Linked DNA regions of Mus musculus: all the other regions are linked to region 3. A link is a contact called in public HiChIP or PLAC-seq data. All regions are on one chromosome and are shown on one strand. Each heading gives the region's core, a stretch centred on a gene start, on an enhancer-like site or on the middle of the called end of the contact. The rest is flanking DNA. Distances are from core to core; before and after follow the strand shown.

Region 1 (2,700 bases), core at 88-2,587, 400 kb after region 3:
AGGAAGGGCTCTCCCTTTCAGCTGGGATCTCCTGGTTGTGGTCACTGTGCCCTTCCTATTGCTGAGATGGGTTCCAGCCCTGTAGTGATTATGTATGCATGTGAGCCCTAATTTCCTTTGTTTTCTTTTCCTTGCTCCTTTTGTTTTTCACATTAAAGAATAAAACACCTCTGTAGAAGCACAGAGGAAAGCTGGGCGTGGTGGCACATGCCTTTAATCCCAGCACTTGGGAGGCAGACAGATTTCTGAGTTCGAGGCCAGCCTGGTCTACAGAGTGAGTTCCAGGACAGCCAGGGCTACACAGAGACACATTGTCTCGAAAAACAAAAACAAAAAAACAACAAAAAAAAAACAAAAAAACAAAAAACAAAAAAAAAGAAGCAGCAGCAGCAGCAACAGCAGCAGAGAGGAGTTGACGTGATTCAACATAATATATTTTAGGGGCTATTGTGTAAATCTGTATTTAGGGGAGTCTAAAGCATGCATTATTGACCCCAGCCTCTCTTAAAACATTGATAAATGAAGTAAAAGCCTCTATGAAAAGTGGCAACTTTGCATGTGCAAAAACTACCTTTCAAAGTGAAATCTCTCTGTCATTCACATTTTCCCCCCCCTTGGCCCTAGTTAAAAATACTGCGAGAGTGACTCCCCGTCACATGCCAGTGTTTTGTTGTTTTATGGGAATAGTTCTTCCAGAGAGGAATGTGGCGGTAAACTATCTTAAACCACCCACACTACTTAGTACCAAGTGACAGTGGTCTCAGGGACCAGGTGACTTGGGAGAGATTTTCCTGCTCAGCAGAGGACTCTGGGCCAACTTACTGCACAGAGGCAGCTGGAGCCTGGGGCAGGCGAGCCGCGGGGCAGGGCTGCAGATGCTGCACACCACTGAGTGCCCTCACTGCAGAAGGAGCGGAACACGCCAGCCGGCTATAGAGGAAATGAAAACCCCGGCCTCTGGGCTGAGAAGATCAAAGTTCCTTTTTAGGAAAGGTTGAGAAGGAAAAGGATTTTCTCCTTTAGGCAGAAAGAAAAGCAAATTTAAATGCCTTGTCCCCACACATCCCCACCTGAATTTCCACAGCAACCCCTCTAATTTCTGATGCAGCCAACAAAGCAGTTACCCAAAGAGGGGAGAAAAAAAGGATGACATTTGCCTTTTCCTTGGCTTTGAAATCCGACTGGCAGCGGATTGTTTGAAGTCCTGTTTAGAGAGGAAACTGTAATAGCCTCCATACTGAAAAGAGGAGGGAAATGCCATTATACACGGATCACGGTAGCAGTGACCTCAGCAGAGAAGGCAAACGAGCTGGCTCTGAGCCGGAGGTCGGTGAGCTAGCATGCCAGGAACAGAAATAAAAGGTTTACGCGCCAGAACTGAGTGGTAGCAAGAGTCGGAGACTTGATCCCGGGAAGCACCAACAAGAGCAAGGCACTCAAAGCCCAGAGCAGCATCTCTCCATAGCTCCTTGCTGCTCTTGTCCGCAGCCCCTCTAACTCCCTGCACTGCTAAAGAGGAAGCAGAAAACACCCAGGCTTTGTGTTGTAAAATTAATGAAGGTGTCAAGCTGCTGAGTTGAATCACTGCAAAGGAATGTAATGACTCAGTGTCCACGGTGCTGATGCTCCTAAGGAGAGCGGCGAGCTGGAGACCAGCACTAAAGCTATGCAGCAGGCCGGCCCCAGGACCTTCCTGATGATACCTGGGTTCCTTCTCTCTGCTGCTCGCTAAATGTTATGCTTTCCCAATTACTGCTCCGCTCAGGAGCTCAAGAGCTTGGCTCATAGAGAACTACTGCAGCTCCCACTTCTCAAGTCTGGGCCAAGTTCTCTCTTGTCATGCATGACTAAGCTGTGACAGGAACAAAGAAAGGTTGTGTCCCTGAAAGTGGCAACCTTAAGGATTAAGTCATCACTGGGGCTGGACACAAAATAAATGACTACCAGGTGGCATGTGAAGCACTCCCTCTGGAGGGCTTGACACCTGCTGATCACAGGGCAAGATGGGCTTGTGTGTTCCACGGGAGAGAATGTCGGCATCGGGAAATGTTGTCTCCATTACATGCACTGGCAGGCTCAGAATTCATAGCCTCCTGCCTCGGCCTGCCAAGATGCTGAGACTGCAGGAGTGTGCTGAAATATCTGTATAAGCTAAAACCTTCTGAGGAGTCATTAACTGGTACCTCGGACAGATAGCTAAGGGGGAAAGGGACTAAAGCATCGACAACTAAGGTTTGAATACAGAAAGGAGCTGCCACAGCCTACAAATAGCTTAAGTTCCAAGAATCTGGGGCTAGAGAGATGGATGGATGGCTCAGCAGTTAAGAGGACTGGATTCCATTCCCAGCACTCATAGATAGGCTCACAACTGTCTATAACTCCAATTCCTGGGGGATCCAACCCTCTTTTGGCATCTGCAGGCACCAGGCACACAAGTAGTACATAGACAAACATGCAGACAAAACACTCATACATGTTAAAGAAAATTAATTAGTTAATTAAAGATAGCAAAAGTTAGAAATGGCAGATTTGGACAGCTAAAGATCACCTGCAGCTCCACCAAGCAGCAGACCTGTGGCCGACACCAGACAACCAAGTCCTGACTCCTGCTGTCGCTCTAGAGCACTTCCTGGCCCTCTGCAGAGTAAAGCAGCAGTGTGACTCTGCACGCAGAGTGTGGTTCACGGCAGAGAATGCTGG
Region 2 (2,700 bases), core at 115-2,614, 480 kb after region 3:
GCTGGCTTGGGAAGCCCACTCGTGCCACCAGGCAAGGAAAGTCAGAAGGCCGCTCCTCCCCTCGGTGGCTTCCTGCTGTGTTTTAGAGAAGCAGATAACAAAGGAGAGAAAAGCAACCACTCACCACTCACTCACTGGGACTCACTCAGCCTTCGGATATGCCCCCCCACCCCCACCCCCCACAGAGAGCAAACTGTTCCTTAACAAACCACACTCCCTCAAAGTCAGAGTGAGACGGACTCTAGAGAAACTGCTCAGTGGAGAAAAACAGACCAGTCCAATAATAATAAATAAATAAATAAATAAAAATGCTGATTTTTTTCAAGCATGGTAGCAGAGACCTTTGGACTCGGCAGTCAGGAGGCAACAGCAGATAGAGTACTGTGAGCTTGGGCTAGCCTGGGCTACACACAGTGAGGCCTTATCTTGAAAACAAATAAAGTGCTTTAACTTCTACCTTATAATCTGTGCTGAGGTCCTCAGCTCTGAGACTAGGAAAGCTGTCAAAATGGCTGCCAGCTGAGAGGCCCTGGGTCCACAGGCTCTCCCACCTCCACACATCCTCCTGGATGTTCAGAAATCAGAACAGACTGAGTCGCTAAGTCTGGGCCTTCTTTCAAACTCCTCAGGAAGTTTCTAGGAGTACTCTGATGATAAACGACCCATCTGAAACTCATCTGGTGATCTCAAAGAAAAATCCACTTTTAATGGTCAACTTTATGGACTCTTTCTTGGAACTTTTTCAAAAATGGAAAAAAGAGAAAGTAAATCATTTGATGAAATTATAAAATTTACACCATGGAGAACAAGAGGGCAGGAATTATTTGAGCGAGTGAGAGTATAGCTGTGTATATAAATTAAGGCTCTGGAAGTCCGTGTGACTGGTCTCACGGCAGAGAAGACGGTGGAGCGCTGTGACAGCTGGAAGCAATCCCTGTCTCCAAAGCAGACACCAGCAGAGAGGAGTCCCTGACAGACCCAGGCTAGGAGAACTGAGGGCAAACAGGGACCAGGGGTCTGAATGGGGCGTTGTAAAATCCTAGGGACACACACACACCACAACACAGAACACATCATGCAGGACTGAGTGGTCAGAATTACAGAGACAAACTGAGCAGGTGCACTCACCACACTGTCCTGGCCAGTAGGGCCACTCTCCAGGGGAAGGGCGGAGGCTGCGACCCCCCAGAGCAGCAGCAGCCCGAAGGCTGAGGGCCACTTGCCTCCTGTGCCTCGGCCACCCATCATCCTCGGACGTGCTGAGGTCTGTGCTTGGTGGACGAGGGTCTCTTCTGTGGTGTTTTAAGCTCTAGCACCACCTGCTTGGGGGTCTGCACTCGTTCATTGAAAACCTACACGCCTCTCCACACTCACGCGGTGACGCACAAGCCGGAGCAATCAGCTCTCACAGAAAGAAACATTTGTGGGGTTGGATTTAGCCCCTTAATTAAAGACTCGGGACTTTTCCTGTGTTTGGAGTGAATCTGCTCTTATTTTAGAACACATGCGCGCTTGCTCTGGGAGTTCTGCTTCCTTGTGATTGTGCCTGTGGCAAGCAGGAAGCCATCAGAACAAAGCCGGGTGATTTAACAGAATATGAAATCAGGCCTGGGTAAAGAGCTGAAGATGTGGGGTCTTACCCAGGAGAAGCAAGACTGCAGGCTGGGACGCAGCTCAGCTCAGCCCAGCACGTGCCTACCACGGTTCCGTCCATCCCCGGAGCTAAAAGCAGGCATGTCTGAATCGGCTACGAGCAGAAGTAACCAGGTACAGAGAAGACCCAGGGTCACAGGATGGCCCCAGTGTTCACCAGGTCGCAAGGAAGGATGAACCAAGAGCATGTCCCAGACTGCCCTCTGCCCCAGGCTAGACCTTTGACTCGCTCAAGTATAGATGCGGATGCAGAAGAGAGACGGGACCAAAGGCCTTCTGCATCTCAGTGCCACGGACGCTGTCCTGGGCCTCTCAGTGACATGCACACTTGCAGAGTTCCTGGTCTAGGGCTTTCCAAGATGCCCAGGTCAGCAGTTTGCACATTTCTTTAAAAAAAAAAAAAAAAAAGATAGAAAGAAACGAGGCCAGGAAGATGGTTCACTGAGCACAGCAGTTGCGATGCAACCCTGGTAACCTGCAGCTCCACTCTGGCCCCCAGATAATGGTAAAACGGAAGAACACACCGGTTCCTAACAAACTTGACCTCTGACCCACACTCCCGCTGTAGCACACACGTGCATCTCCCTCTCCCCGTCATAGATACCATTTTTGAAAATGTAGACATGCACGTCGATAGACTGGCCAAGTGTAAGGGATGCTTTCTTTGTATAGGTCACAGTCACTTCCTGAGAAACCTGGACTCGGCCAGCTGACAGCCCACTTCCTTCCCAAGACAGTGACAAAGTCCTGGGCCACCTCCTGGCCCTTCACAGGTCCAGGTTGAGAATTGTGGGGATGTGAGGGATGGACCCCGCATATGCAGACAGACCTGAAACCCCATCTCAGACACTAGAGAACACCAAGATCCAAGGGAGGCTCGAGACTGAAACAAAGCAACTGAAAGTCGGCTCCTTCCAAAGTAAAACACGCCCCGCTCTAGAGACCTTCCCGAGGTCCCTCTTCCACCATGGGGTGACGCTCAGGTCATCAGGCTTTGCCTACACCCAGCGAGCTATCCCTCTGCTCCCCTACCACTCCACAAGGGAA
Region 3 (2,700 bases), core at 165-2,664:
TGTAGACCAGGCTGGTCTTGAACTCACAGAGGTCCACCTGCTTCTGAATCCCAGCTATGTGATTGAAGATGTGACCACCGTGCTGGCTCCATCTTACTTTTTTTTTTTTTTAGACAGGCTCTCTCACTGAGCCTAAAGCTCACCAATCCAGACAGATGAGCTAGCCAGGGAGCCCCTAGGAACCACATGACTCTGCTTCCCCGGTGCAGGGATTAGGGGTGCACTTCACCTAGGCTGGCTTTCCCCGAATATCGTGTACTTAATGATGGAGTCGTCTGTCTAACACTGTGTGGTTCTTTAAGCTGTGGAGAACCCTGAGGTGTGGGAAGGATTCTTGTCAAAGGGTTGGTGTGTGTGACAGGGATGTTCATTCAGAACTTCTGCCTCCCTTTGTGGCAGTCTGTCTGTCTGTCAGTCTGTCAGTCTGTCAGTCTGTCAGCAAATTCATCCCAACATCCTGGATTCTAGAACAAAACCACCTTCTTCTTCTTCTTCTTCTTCTTCTTCTTCTTCTTCTTCTTCTTCTTCTTCTTCTTCTTCTTCTTCTTCTTCTTCTTCTTCCTCTTCCTCCTCCTCCTCCTCCTCCTCTTCCTCTTCCTCCTCCTCCTCTTCCTCCTCTTCCTCTTCCTCTTCCTCCTCTTCTTCTTGTTCTCCTCCTCCTCCTTTTTTCTTTTCTTTTTTCTCTCTCTCCTTTAAACTGGCTGTAAATCTGCAGGGCTCCCTCATCAATAATGACTTAATCCTTAACGTGGATTCATTGTAAAATCTGTATCACAATGTTGCCTTTTCGGAAACCCTTTTTTTACATTGATGTCCTGGGAAGTATCCTCCCTCAGCATCCCCAGTTCCCGTCCCTGCCTCTCATCCCTGTTTCTTCTTTGGTGCTTGCTTGCTATGGAAGATTCCACTATTCATTTCTTTCTTTGTCTTTGCTGCTTGGTCCAAGTCTTGGCTACTGCCCATGGTAGGCATGCAAACAATATATCTCTGGGGCTAGGGTGTAATTCAGCGGTAGAGTGCTTGCTTAGCATTCTGATGCCCTGGATTTGACCCCGTAGCAGAGCAAAAATAAAAAAATAATAAAATCCATATATACATAAATATAATTGACTAGATGAGCTGTAATGGAGATGCTGCGCACCTGTAATCTGGGTATTTGGTAGGCAAAGGCAGGAGGGATTCCAAGTTAGAGGCTAGCCTGGGCTGTATAGCGAGGTTAAGATTAGCACACTGTCTTAAAACACAACACAACACAACAACAATAAAAGCAAGAAAAAATGAAAAGAAAACAGAACCAAAAATGAGATATAATTGCCCGGCTGTATGAAGACAGCCGAGGCAGCCCTGCTGGGCTGGGCACCTGCTCCATGCCCTTCGCTCTTCCTTGCAGGGCCATCTGTCTGGCTTGCATTCAGCCTGCTGTGTTCCCATGGATCCTCCCTGTCAGGTCAAACAAGGACAGGCCTCGCCCAGCGCATGGAGCTCTGACAGGTAAATCAATCAAGCTTTTCTGGTTCACAACAGGCTTTGGGCGGTCCCCTCTCCTCAGACGGACAACTTGCCATGCTTACATGGAAGGCAGAAGGCATCTGTAGCCAGCACACCGGCCTGGATGGCCGCCCAAGTGCTGGGATTCTCAGGGCAGCTGGTGCCAGAGGCAGGACCAGGCTTCCTCACATGGATGGCAGCACTTGTTTTGAAGTATCTGGCACAGGCTCTGCACCAGGCCTGGCAGGGAGACTTGGCGGCAACACAGTTTGTTGTTTTCACCTTTGCTGTTTGTTTGTTTGTTTTGAGACACGGTTTCTCTGTGTAGCCCTGGCTGTCCTGGGCTCACTATGTAGATCACGCTGGCCTTGAACTCAGAAATCCGCCTGCCTCTGCCTCCTGAGTGCTGGGATTAAAGGTGTGCGCCACCATTGCCAGACCTTTGTTGTTTGATTTTTGCTTTTTTCAAGACAAGGTTTCTCTGTTGCCCCTGCTGTCCTTTTGGAACTCTCTCTGATGCAGACCAGGCTGGCCTCAGAGATCTGCCTACCTCTGCCTTCTGAGTACTGGGATCAAAGGTGTGTGCCACTGCCTAGCTTGTTTTGTTTTTTGGTACAGGGTCTCAATATACAGCTTTGTCTGGCCTGGAACTTGTTATATAGACAGGCTAGCTTTGAACTTGAAGAAATCTCCTGGCCTCTTGACTCTCAAGTGCTGGGATTAAAGGTGTGCACCACTGCACCAGGATCACTAACTCATTTTTACATTAGAGTGCAGAGGAGTGAGGGACTTATCATCAATCTCCTGGCAAAGACTAGTAGAGCCCAGACTTCCTCAAACCAGTTGAGTCCTGGGGTCTCCATTGTCAGTCACTCACCACACAAAAGATACAACAAGAGTAGCACATGTTTGCTGAACGTTTATTCTGGTTCAAGCCCTGTGTTGTGATCCTCCACCCAACTCCCTCCTTTTTTAAAAAAAAAAAGATTTATTTATTATTATATCTACGCACACTGTAGCTGTCTTCAGACACACCAGAAGAGGGCATCAGATCTTATTACGGATGGTTGTGAGCCATCTGTGTACACAGCTACAGTGTACTTACATAATAAATAAATAAATCTTTGGGCTGGAATGAGTGGGGCCCGGAGCGAGCAGAGGTCCAGAGTTCTATTCCCAGCAACCACATGATGCTCACACCATCTGTATAGC
Region 4 (2,700 bases), core at 132-2,631, 490 kb before region 3:
CAGCGCAGCAGCAGTTGGCGAGCTGGGATGTGGATGAACAGTTCCAGCAGGATGTTCTCTGGCAGCTCGTTGATGTTGCCTACTGCCATGGTGGCGTCTCCTAGCCAGCTCCTGTGGGTATTGGAGAGCCGTGCTATACACCGAGCCTTCTCCCTGGCGAGTGGCAATCCCAGCACCCAGGGATAGAGAGATTCCCAACTCTGCGGGGGGCCACAGAGTTGCTGTGCTGTTCTGACCTTCTGTTTCCACAGTAAACGGGACGAGGGGCTGGGGCATGGTAGTTCCCTCCTGGGTCACTAGAAGCTCAAGGTGCATGGGCCGGGGAGTTGCTTAATAAACCATGAGATCTGATTTCCCCCAACCCGGGCACCTAAGAACAGCCTCTAAGGACGCCCAGGGACCTTCCCAAGGTCACACAAACAGGAGAGGAGGGGAGGCAGCTCCGGCTCTCACTGAAGGTAGAGCCAGCCATTTTCAATAGGCCAGCAGTCTTTTAAGAGGAGGGTAACAATGGGAGGCCTTGTGAGCCCTCCAGCTTGCCACTCTTCATTTCCTCCCCATCCCCCACACGGGGAAAGGGACAGAGATGATGATCGGGGGTTATCACTGGCCCTCAGGACCGGTCACGGAGTACAAAGGGCTCAGTGACGTTCTTAAGATCTCAGAGAATATGACCCGTTTACCTGAGCCTGAGGAAAGATGTACGAGTGGAAAAGAGCCTTCCTATCTCCCTCCCGCACCCCCCCCACCCGCCCCGGCCCCCTGCAGTCTCCCATTTATGCTTGGCTCTAAAACGGGCTACCTTGCTCAAGACCAGATTCAGATCTCTGAGCACCGATGGCGTCCATAGCCCAGTTCTTCGAAGCCTCACAGTACAGTGGGGGGAGGGGAGGGGAGAAAGCCTGAGGCCTGGGCCTTAAAGGCGCTAGGCCCTCATGATCGCAGAGCGCGCGCGCCCCCCCCCTCCCCTCTAGGTCTCTGCCCACTGTGCCTCAGTCCCCGAACTGGGCGCTCCCCCTCCCGCAGTCACCTGCGATCCGTCGCGCTGAGCGATCCTGCCAGGCCGTGGGGCTGTACAGCCCGAGCCTGCGTGGCCCGGAAGGCAGACCTGCCTACTGCCCGCCAAACGTCTCCTTGCTGGGGCGCTCACTGCTCCCCTCCTTCTGTCACCTGCTCTTAGCCGGGTTACGTTGGAGAACAGCACCCAAGACACAGCCCCGCCTACTACTCATCAGACCCCGCCCCATCCCCATCCCACAACACTGGCCCCTCTCCCTCCCCATTCTCCTTGTCAACTACTTTTGGTCGCGCTGCGCCATACCCTTGGATCCTGGGGATGAGCCTTACGGACCAATGGAGGCCCGGGGTGCGACCCGCCCACTGTTTGTCAGACCACGCCCCACGCCCCACCCCATTTTCTCCGTCACCAGCTTTTAGTCCGGCTGCCCCACAACGCTGGGTACTGGAACTGCGCCTTTCTGCCAGAGTTGGTTCACGATGCGGCCCCGCCCACTGCCCTCAAGGCCCCGCCCACCATTCCTTCAGGCCCCGCCTCACCCGCGCACTCCCCGGATTCGCCCCCATCACAGCGTAGGAAAATTACCTGGGGGGTTGGGGAGGAGGAAAGCTCCGATACCCCCAACTCCACTGGGCTCGGCGCCAGCACCCTCTACTCCCCAGTAGTCCGACTCCATATGTCCTCCTGCAGTCATCCTCCAGGCACACTAGAAGCCCACCCATTCTGTAGCTGTCCCTGCCCCTCTCCAGTCCCAGGCTCCTCCCGGAAGCCGCACCTTGGGTTACGGGGCGGGGGGTGGGGGTGGGGGGGTACAGGACTCCCAGCCCTTAGCCGGGGGCCAGAGGCGGGGCGCACGGGGCCTTTAAGAGGCGCGGCGGCGCGGGCCCGGCTGACGCGGGCAGCTCCAGGACTCGCCACCCGCAGCGCTCAGGCTCTTCTCTCTTGACAGCACCGCAGCGATGGATGGAGATGGTGATCCAGGTATCCGCTGCTGGCCCCGCTAGATACAGACTCGGGAGACAGGGCGGACCAGCGCCGCAGAAGGCGCTCAAACTTTCGCGCCAGGAAAACCCTAGAGATAGTCTAGGGAGCAGGTTTCTGCCTGGTGTCGTGGTGTGGAGGGAGGAGGACGCCTGGGTCTCCAAAATGGCATCGGAGGACTCTGGCATCTCAGGCTCCAGACTTCCTGGGGTTTGAGAGCCGGGTTCTTGCAAGCTTTTGCTTCCATGAACTTCTTCCATTTGCTAGCGCTGCCCTCCCTGCCTCTTGAGCCTCCGGAGTCCCCGCGGGGTCCTAGGGTTTACAAACTTTATCCTGCCTCCATCCTAGCTTCCTGAGGGACTCCCTTCTCTGGAGGGGCCGTCTTGTATTGGAGTAGCGGGGCTGTTCCGTGGGAACCAGGCTAGGGGTGAGGAAGGCTGCTTTTGGCAGAAGCTCTGGGTCCTCAAGGATTGCCCAGTCATCTTTTCTGGCACCAAAGACCCCACCCCTTCTGCCCTCCGGCTCCCTGCTGGGCCTGTAGGGGGCTGCTTGCTGAGTCAGACCTGCCTGCCTTGACTCTTATCCCTTCCTCACTAACTATGCTCAGCTCGGAGTGTTCACTCTTTAGGGGAGGAGGTGAGGGAACAGAGGTGGCCAGTCTTCCCTCCTACTCCCAAGTCCTCACTCTCAGTCGGTGCCTG

The links. HiChIP or PLAC-seq counts read pairs in DNA pulled down with a chosen protein or histone mark.
Region 1: an H3K27ac HiChIP or PLAC-seq map of embryonic stem cells shows a contact between it and region 3, with 7 read pairs. The contact joins two enhancer-like sites. A contact is called at or near these places in 7 of 39 promoter capture datasets (the 3T3-L1 cell line, cranial neural crest, frontonasal cranial neural crest and 4 more), 1 of 484 Hi-C or Micro-C datasets (nephron progenitors), 12 of 115 datasets of contacts at active chromatin or transcription factors (differentiating embryonic stem cells, embryonic basal ganglia, embryonic hindbrain and 3 more) and 1 of 9 other capture datasets (macrophages).
Region 2: a contact with region 3 is called in an H3K27ac HiChIP or PLAC-seq map of embryonic stem cells, with 4 times the contacts expected there. The contact joins the promoter of Cort here to the enhancer-like site in region 3. A contact is called at or near these places in 10 of 39 promoter capture datasets (the 3T3-L1 cell line, cranial neural crest, embryonic stem cells and 5 more), 1 of 484 Hi-C or Micro-C datasets (embryonic stem cells), 6 of 115 datasets of contacts at active chromatin or transcription factors (embryonic basal ganglia, embryonic stem cells and large pre-B cells) and 4 of 9 other capture datasets (adipose tissue, embryonic stem cells, liver and 1 more).
Region 4: a contact with region 3 is called in an H3K27ac HiChIP or PLAC-seq map of embryonic stem cells, with 6 read pairs. The contact joins the promoter of Fbxo44 here to the enhancer-like site in region 3. A contact is called at or near these places in 2 of 39 promoter capture datasets (the HPC-7 cell line and pre-B cells) and 1 of 115 datasets of contacts at active chromatin or transcription factors (embryonic stem cells).

What each region holds. Positions count from the first base shown.
Region 1 is chr4:149,048,139-149,050,838 of GRCm38.p6, forward strand. The region is part of intron 2 of Pex14 (peroxisomal biogenesis factor 14); the gene reads right to left. Among named protein-coding and RNA genes, the nearest start is that of Gm42351, 39 kb to the left of the region's middle. Within about 2 kb of position 1,338, at least 195 of the 459 cell types and tissues checked have an H3K27ac peak or open chromatin away from gene starts, as enhancers often do. A contact at or near this core is called in embryonic stem cells, where this site is marked.
Region 2 is chr4:149,125,399-149,128,098 of GRCm38.p6, forward strand. It overlaps Cort (cortistatin), which reads right to left and starts at 1,365. Exons shown (of 2, transcript NM_007745.4): 1 at 1,129-1,365; 2 at 1-75. The coding sequence starts at 1,248.
Region 3 is chr4:148,649,752-148,652,451 of GRCm38.p6, forward strand. It overlaps Gm572 (predicted gene 572), which reads left to right. Exons shown (of 12, transcript NM_001368835.1): 2 at 1,391-1,491. Among named protein-coding and RNA genes, the nearest start is that of Gm572, 7.8 kb to the left of the region's middle. Within about 2 kb of position 1,415, at least 25 of the 459 cell types and tissues checked have an H3K27ac peak or open chromatin away from gene starts, as enhancers often do. A contact at or near this core is called in embryonic stem cells and pancreatic islet, where this site is marked.
Region 4 is chr4:148,158,713-148,161,412 of GRCm38.p6, forward strand. Fbxo44 (F-box protein 44) reads right to left here and starts at 1,382. Exons shown (of 6, transcript NM_173401.5): 1 at 1,031-1,382; 2 at 1-111. The coding sequence starts at 89. Fbxo2 (F-box protein 2) reads left to right here and starts at 1,956. Exons shown (of 6, transcript NM_176848.1): 1 at 1,956-1,999. The coding sequence starts at 1,978.